3 separate regions of the Sus scrofa genome follow, and regions 1 and 3 are each linked to region 2. The links are chromatin contacts, called in public promoter capture Hi-C maps. All regions are on one chromosome and are shown on one strand. Each heading gives the region's core, a stretch centred on a gene start, on an enhancer-like site or on the middle of the called end of the contact. The rest is flanking DNA. Distances are from core to core; before and after follow the strand shown. Region 1 holds the start of GFM1 (elongation factor G, mitochondrial). Region 2 holds the start of MFSD1 (major facilitator superfamily domain-containing protein 1). Region 3 holds the start of MLF1 (myeloid leukemia factor 1).

Evidence for each region. Promoter capture Hi-C pulls out the DNA fragments that hold promoters and counts their contacts.
Region 1: a promoter capture Hi-C map of liver shows a contact between it and region 2, with 4 times the contacts expected there. The contact joins the promoter of GFM1 here to the promoter of MFSD1 in region 2. A contact is called at or near these places in 2 of 5 promoter capture datasets (fetal liver and liver), 13 of 47 Hi-C or Micro-C datasets (alveolar macrophages, blood, embryonic fibroblasts and 6 more) and 1 of 2 datasets of contacts at active chromatin or transcription factors (alveolar macrophages).
Region 3: a contact with region 2 is called in a promoter capture Hi-C map of liver, with 3 times the contacts expected there. The contact joins the promoter of MLF1 here to the promoter of MFSD1 in region 2. A contact is called at or near these places in 1 of 5 promoter capture datasets (liver), 1 of 47 Hi-C or Micro-C datasets (liver) and 1 of 2 datasets of contacts at active chromatin or transcription factors (alveolar macrophages).

The regions. Positions count from the first base shown.
Region 1 is chr13:98,409,879-98,412,578 of Sscrofa11.1, reverse strand. GFM1 (elongation factor G, mitochondrial) reads right to left here and starts at 1,447. Exons shown (of 18, transcript XM_003358643.4): 1 at 1,205-1,447; 2 at 1-19. The coding sequence starts at 1,297.
Region 2 is chr13:98,591,058-98,593,757 of Sscrofa11.1, reverse strand. It overlaps MFSD1 (major facilitator superfamily domain-containing protein 1), which reads right to left and starts at 1,413. Exons shown (of 16, transcript XM_003358650.5): 1 at 1,132-1,413. The coding sequence starts at 1,303.
Region 3 is chr13:98,356,496-98,359,281 of Sscrofa11.1, reverse strand. It overlaps MLF1 (myeloid leukemia factor 1), which reads right to left and starts at 1,478. Exons shown (of 9, transcript XM_003358641.5): 1 at 1,293-1,478. The coding sequence starts at 1,339.

The DNA of each region.
Region 1 (2,700 bases), core at 198-2,697, 180 kb after region 2:
GGCAGATCTTCCAATTAGCCTGAAAAAAATGAGAACTCAATTCAATGCACTTTTTATGATCTAACAGTGGACAATTAGGGTTCAGTGGACATCCTTCCTCCAAGAAAATTCAATGGACACAAAACTTCATATGAGATAGCCTGAAAAGGCAAAAGAGGGAATGTCTCAACCTGCAATTCCTATAATCAAAGAGACTGCAAGAGATGGCAGAAAAGACATATAAAATAAAATAAAAAGGGACCGATAATTTTACCAAATGGCACAGATTTGAAAGTATATACCGGCGCTGATAAAATCAGAAAGATGGTTCCCAACAACTGCTTTAATAGGAAATACAGTTTTCACTTTAAATTTTACTTTGATTTTTTCCCCCTTCCTCCTTAAAATAGTTTCAGAGCTAGCAAAGATGTTTGGACTTATACGCTCTATGCAGCGGTGCCAATAGGTTCAAGCGGCCCACAAAAAGTTTCCGATTCCTTCTATCGCCTAAAAATTAATGACATAAAACAATAACTTTAATTTACCATGGTGGTGAGGGTCCAGCCTTTTATGAAATCAAGACACAATATAAACCTCTCCCTACAGGAGTGAACATCCAAAATGCACTGCAGCCACTTCTGGGAGAAGGGAAGCAGAAGAACTTGAAAAGGTGGGTAAAATATTAAATGGAAACTAGCTTCATTGATTAAATCCCAGGAATACCAGCAAGCAAAGCGAAGGTGGTTTGCATGACAGGAAAGGCTCAACTCCTACCTAACACTATTCCACTTTGCGCCCCATCTCCACACCCCCACAAAAGGCAGACATATAATTAAAGAAAAGTCCTGGGAAGGTCGGTTGAAAGAGGGAGCAGGGAGCCCCGCCGACACTGTAGTGAAAAAAGCACTGGATAATGAGTCAAAAGCCCTGAGTTCAAGCCCAGGACACACTAATTTTTCAGTTGTCTTGACCTTCACTTCAGTCACCTCTTCTAAGTATACCAATAATAAGAGGCGTAACCATGAATTGGAGGCCCGCCCAACCTCCCAGGATACCAAGACGTTGCTCAGAAATAACCAAAGGCTGTGCAGATACCGAGGGGCTTTTCAGCACTGAGGTCAACAGCTAGCATTCGGAGATGCCAGGGAGGGAAGGGGTGTCATTTCCTCTCCAGCCCCGGAGGCACTGCAAAGTCCTGGGGACAGTCCCTGGTTCCCTGTCGCACCTGCTTCCCCGGCCAGCCGAGGGCAGCGGGGATCCGCGGGAGCGGCCCGCGCCCCACGGCCGCGGCGGCGGCGGCGGCTCCCAGCAGCCTCATGGCGAGCGTAGAATAGACGCGAAAGTCCCACAGCGCCCGGTGTACCCAGCAACCTGCACCACTGCCAGAAGCGTTCAAAGTCACGCCGGCAGTCAGTGCTGGAAGAGCACTTCCGGGGAGAAGCAGGCAAAGGAGGGGAGAAAAAAAAGAAAGAGAGAGAGGCTTCCGGATCTCAGAACTGAGCAGCACCCTCCGCTGCCCGCACGCCCTCTGCCGACTTGGAAGAGAAAGTGCAGCCACTTTGCGGAGCTAAGCACGCTTTTCGCATGTTCCCGGAAAGCGGCGGCCTTTAAACGTGGTTCTTTTGCCTCTACAGCAACGGGAAGAAAGGTTTAAAATAGTTCTTAAGGTTTTTTTTAAAAAAGAAAAATTGTTACATATGCTACTTCAACAAATGTGAACAAATACTCTATAGGACATGACTTGCAAAGAAGGTAAAAAAAAATAATGAACTATCCACAAATGTTTTTCTCTTTTCAAAATGTTCCATCTTTGGTTAATGTTAAGTACCTATATATATGTCCAGTACCTATACATTATATGTCCTGTCTCTATAGAAGACAGCATCCTTGACGATTCCACTTGGATCTCTTAGAGGCATCTCGAAATTATTATGTCCAAAAACGAGCTAATGACCTTCCACTGAATCCTCCCAAGATCTTCATCTGATAAACAGGAATTCCGTTCTTCTGGTTGCCCAGACCAAAAACGTCACCTTTTGACACCACTCTTCAACTTTTCTGGTTTTGTTTCCACATGCTACGGGCACTACATTCAAAGATAGATTCAGAACCCGCAGCTTCTCCCCACCTCTCAAAGCATTGCTGTTTTCTCACGGAATTTACTCTAACAGCCTGACTGATCTTACTGCTGCTGCCCTGCGGCTTCTCAGCCTATTCCCAATAGAAAAACTGAAGGGATCGTTTTAAGCTATACCCTTTGCCCTCTGAAATCACTCATAACAGTGATTTGCTGTTATCTCTACTTTTGTATAGGTTTGAAGTTTTTCATAACTAAGTTTTTAAAAATTCCTTTTAAATTTTAAATAACTAAATTTTAAAAATTTAAAAATAAGGTTAAGAATAAACAAGACCTTGTTTGAGCAGCTATGCCATTGCAGCCCTATTTCACCTGCTGTTCTCCTCCAGACTCATTGGCCTTCTTGCTGATCCTCACATGACCAAGAGCCTTTGCTCTCCTGTAGATAAGGGCATGACTCTTTCCCATATTTTCTTCTTGGTGTTCAAATATCATCTATCACTGAGGTGTTTGCTCCTTTTAAAACAGCAAGCTCTTCCCTATGTTTGCATACTATTTCATTTTCCTTCAGAGGGCTTCTTAGATTTATCCAGACGTGTTAACACAGTTGTCTATCGCCACCTCCCCTTCCCCGCATGTGGAAG
Region 2 (2,700 bases), core at 164-2,663:
AAATAATTTAGCAAATACAGTGCCAGTAATGAAGAAAAACAAAAGCATTCCAAAAGATTAAATTAAAACATAATGTCTTTGAGAGGATAAGAAAGAGAGAGGTGGAGAGATTTGGACATTCGTGCACTCAGAATTATTTTTACAGAAATAAAATTGACTTTTTTTTTTTTTTTTTTTGCTTTTTAGGATCACACCTGCAGCGTATGGTGATTCCCAGGATAGGGGTTGAATCAGAGCTGCAGCTCTTTCTTTCCACAAAGAAAGAGGGGGAACAAAAAGAGATGCAAAGGAACTAAGGCTCAAAGCAACCTCCATGCCAACATACATATCCTCAGCAGTAGCATAAAGTTACCCAATATAATGTTTCTGAACTTGTTGATGATACCCATTCCCGCAAGCCCCTTGAGAAACACATTATTACCTTCCTATCAAACTTATATTGACATTAGAATGTTGCTGAAAAAAATTAGTAGCTGGAACACAGGCAGATAATTTTTAAAATTAGCTCAAGAAATTTCCTTCAGAGTCACCAGATTTCGTAAATGAAACCAAACACCGTCAAGCCTACCACAAGTCCAATCCAGTATGATTGCTTCACATTGGCATAGCGGAAGAGAACGAGAACACATCCACTCATTGAAGCTATCAACAAGACACACTCATACGTTTTCCCAAAGAGGATGAGAAACACGTAAGACTGCCAACGAGTTGGTCAATCAAAAATTTTAAATTGGGCAGAGGGGCGTTGGGGAAGGGCAACGGGGAAAGGGACAGTTAAATCTTTCTGAATTCCTTCTGAATGGAACTGTCATTAGAGCAACCTTGATGATCCCGGGATTCCTTCATATCTAGGGTCCCAGGCGGCAAGTTGCTAGCCTTCGAGACTTCTTGGAGAGGAAAGGAGTGGCACAAAACTCGCGCAGCTCAGTGCCCTTACTCCTATCTTCGAAATGCCGAATAGCTAGCAACGTCTACAAGGCTTTGATGGGGTGGAGAAGGGAAAAGAAGGAAAGCCCAGAAACAGAAACTAGAAGCTGCGCTGAGGCCTCGTGGCAGCCAAGAACGACTCTCCGAAAGAAAGTCGGTAATTTCCTGATTAGCAGCAACACCCCACCAGGCCGGCCGGCTCACCGAAGCCAAGGAAGCACATCAGCAACAGCACCAAAAGCCGGTGCGCCAGGTGACTGGGGTCGCAGAGGGCGGACAGCGCCCTGGGAGCGTCGGGAGTGTTGGAGGCACCTCTGCCGGCCTTGACGGGGCTGCTTGGCAGCAGCGCCCTCGCTTCTTCATCTTCCTCCTCCATCCGGCCGGCGGGAGATCAGGAGAAGACAGTGACAGCAACTCCGGGAAGAAGCTGCTGCTGGAGCCCAGCAAAAACCGTGCTCACGTGACCACGGTTGCTCACGTGATGCCGGGGCAGGTCACGCAAGGCCGCGCTCACGTGAGCAGGCAAGATCACGTGGTGGGCAGGCCTAGCGAGGAGAGAGGGGAGGAGCTACGTTTAATTTCTCCCGGTACTGTCTTAGGCGCCAGCCGCAGCTTTCCGCTGCCCAAAATGGAACTGTGCTCGTTTCCTGCCTGCTCCTGCTGTCCATCCCCTGCCGCTGCGCGGGTAGAGAGTGCCGGCCTCCGCTCAGCCTGACGCGAAGAAGCGCACCGCCCTTCTCCTCGCAGCGTTGCTTTCCGCAGCCTTTTTGGCTGCTCTTAATTCCACACAGTTCATTGAGAGTCTTATGTTGTGTCCACTCACATGCCAGGTACTGGGAATACAAACTGGAATGTGACAAGCTCTCAGACCTCAGAAAGTTCGTGGTTTACTTGGGGAGGTCGACAGAAACTGATCCTTTAAAGAATAGTATGGTGAATAGACGAGTCTAAGTGAGAACAGCGGTTGAAATAAGTAGTGAATTTCGTAGGAATGCCTGGGAAAGGCGTTTGGGAAGAGAGTAAGTACAGTTTAACAAACTTTGGGGGAAAGTGGTGGCGTGCTGAAGGTCCTTTAAATTCATACCTAAGCTAGAATTAGTACGAATGGGTCAGTCATGACGCCTATATGAGGGAGTTGGTTATGAGGGTGGGGATTAGGAGGGATAATAATGATGCAAGCCTGAAACAGAACCGTGTGTGTGTGTGTGAGGGGAGGTGGGGGAGAGGAGAGAGACCATTGATCTGCGAATGAAAGAAGAACTCAGTAGGAAAAACTAAACCTGTTCCGTAAGGAGACATGCAAGGATTTTGTGTAGAGGATCAAGAATGCAAGACCTGTGTTTTTATTTAGGGCTGCACCTATAACATATGGAAGTTCCCGGGCCAGGATTGAATCCGAGCCACAGCTGTAGTAGAGTGGAATCCTTAACCCACTGCACCAAGCGAAGGATCAAACCAGCGCCTCCACAGTGACTCAAGCGGCTGCAGTCGAATTTTTAACCCATTGTACCACAGTTTGGGAACTCCAAAACCTATGTTTTTACAAATTACATCTGGCTATCATTCAGCCATTAAAAAGAATGAAATACAGCATTTTTAGCGACATGGATGGACCTAGAAACTATCATGCTAAGTGAAGTCAGCCATACAATGAGATACCAACATCAAATGCTTTCACTGACATGTGGAATCTGAAAAAAGGACAGACTGAATTTCTTTGCAGAACAGATGCTGACTCACAGACATTGAAAGACTTATGGTCTCCGGAGGAGA
Region 3 (2,786 bases), core at 229-2,728, 230 kb after region 2:
GTGCTCCTAAACAAGTTAATTAAAAGAGTATGATAAATTTTCCTGAGTCTATATACTCCTTAATTATAATGAATAACTTTTAGAATTAAGTATTAATAATTTTATTTTTTCTACATTAATCATCTCATCTTTTCTACTATTAATTTTCTCTCAATTATTACTTCTATCTTATTTGGTTTTAATACAGTACTAACATATTTTAAGCCAATATAATATTCTCCTTTAAAGAACAAAAATCTTCATAGTAAACTGTTAACATTTTAACCTTTTTAAAAGTCCCCAAGTTGCATAGATATTTTAAGTGATCAAAATAAACTAGGACAGGAAGTCAAAACCTGTCCCAGTGGCAAAACACTTGGGTTAAAAAAGTAACACATTTTCCTGTTTTAGAGATCCAACTAGATTGTGTTATTACTTTTATATAACCGCCAAAGAAGAACTTAAAAGACAAGGCAAACCCCAGCAAACTTCATCATAATGAAACTAATTAATTTCTGGATGCCTTCTCTTAAGGCATCACATTATTTCACTTGGAACCATTCACAGGTTGGCACTTGTTTACCCGAGGTGTTAAATGCACCCTCTTTCTGCTTCCCTGTCCTATTTGGAGTCCCTTTCCAAACAAGGCTAGCACTGTAACAAAGCGAGCAAAGGAAACAAACACTGCACCTGGCAACTTCCAACCACTTCCAGGGGAGAGACAGCACAGCTCTCCAACTTTGTTGTGCTCTTATAAACACATGTTATGGAAAATACTGTTTTTTAAAAAACTTTCCCTTTTCGAAGACTTGTTATCTTATTAAATATTTTCTGCCCCTCATTTGAGGTTGAAACAGGTGTAGAGAGGGTCCTGTAAACAGAATTTTCACCAGAAGTTCAACCGAGAAGGCAGTTACCATCACCTGCAAAGCTTCTGCTGCTGCGAAGGCAGGACTAGAAAACCGGAAGTATCGGATTTGAGGGTTGCTGGGTACCCGAATTCAGGCCAAGTGGAGAGCAGCCTGGACCCGGGATTGTTGGGGGTGAGGGGAGCCTACTTAGACTACCTCACGCCCCCAAATCCTTCTCTTCCCTCCTCCCAGTATCCCCAAACCCTCCTCTCCATCAAACGCCTCTAAATCCTCTTTCCCTTCCCACTTGCGCCCTAAGTCTTCCTTAAGCTGCCTCCTGGGGTCACCCGAATTCCTTCTCGCCCTCTTTAGAGTTTTAACTGGCTCTCCTCTCTTAAAATAGCGCCACTCAAGATCCCTGAATTCCCGCGCGACCGCTGGCTCCCGGCCCCAGGTACTCACGAGAAGAAGGGGTCATCCTCAAAGCTGCTGCTCAGCATCCCGAACATCCTGGCTTTGTCTCGGGCGGCGGCGTCCGCGGACAGATTGAAAAACGGTGTAACTCGCCGCGTCCGCGACCGGAGCCAGCCAGCCCAGCACTGTCAACACTTCTCTCCCGGCCTCAAGGCCCAAACTCGCCGGGAAAGGCGGTGCTTGACGCTGAGCTGCTTTCCCATTGGAGGCTAGTCCCATAACGTCACCAAGAGGAGGCGGGGAACAGTGTGCCGCCGCCATGGTAACCACGATCAACAAAGCGGAGGCTGGAGGTTTGGCCACGTGCCAGCTAGGCTACCCATGGGAAGCCTCCTGTGGGACGAGAAAGCTTGTTATCCAAGCTGCAGAGACAAAAACTAGTCTACCCTCTGCGTGACCTTGGGAAAATCACCCTCGGCCTCGAACCCCAAGTCTCTTTTCGGGAAAATTAAGATGGGTCAAGATTTGGGCTAAATGGCATCCAAAGACCTAATCACTGGCCACATTTTACGATCCACAGCAGAATCCTAAAACACTTTTTGGTGGTTGGTCTGAAGGTGTGAGCAAATAATAAGAAAAAAAGTGCAAAAGTTTTTGAGCACAGTTATTAAATACTGTACTCAGTACTTGAGGGAAATGGGATGAGGCCTATCAGATTTCAACACACGTATTGTCTTTTGTGAGCCTAAGCTGAGAGCAGCCTTTCCCAAAGTGGGAACTGTTTAAGTTTTATGTAGGCGTGGTATTTAAAAATTAAATTAGAACGTCTCTCTTCTGTCCTCTTTCCAGTCCCTATTGCAGGGAGCAAGTCTCACTTTGATACTAGTATGTCTTTAACGCTTCTCCAGTATTCCTTAACGAAGCAGGATGCGGGCACAAGGCCTAAAGCAAGCAGCCATAGCCAATTAAAATTCCGTTCCTATATACTATGTCTTAACTATATTTATATGTGAGCCTTCTGTTTATTGCAGGAGAAACTGGTTTTAAATTTAAATCAGTGCTATATATCAACAGCTAGTCTTTAAACAGCTAAGTGGAAAAGTGAACCAATTTAAGCAACAAGTATAGGTGGGATTTGGACATGTTGGGGGCCGGTGGGAGGCGGTGATGACAGTGGTTCTCACATTATTGAGCTTGGGAAAACACTGTCCTCAAGCTTTCCAGGAGCCTAAAGATAGGTGAAGTAAGTAGATTAAAGAAAGAGAAGAATGATAGTCTGAGAAGAGAGAGAAAGCACCCTGCATGTCCATCCTTAATTCGATGGGCTGCCTGTCTCTCTAGAGGACTATCCTGTGGAGATAGAGGGTTATCCATGGCTCCCCAGGGCCTCCTGGGCTTGGGCCAGAGAGGTGGCACCCTGCCAGCAGGAAAAAGCGTGCAGGGCCTGATTTGGAGGTGGCAGGAGTACTCAGGGTTATTTTGGGAGCCAGAAATTTAATCCTTTGGACCTTTTACCTCCCTACCTTTAGCCAAGTTCTCCAG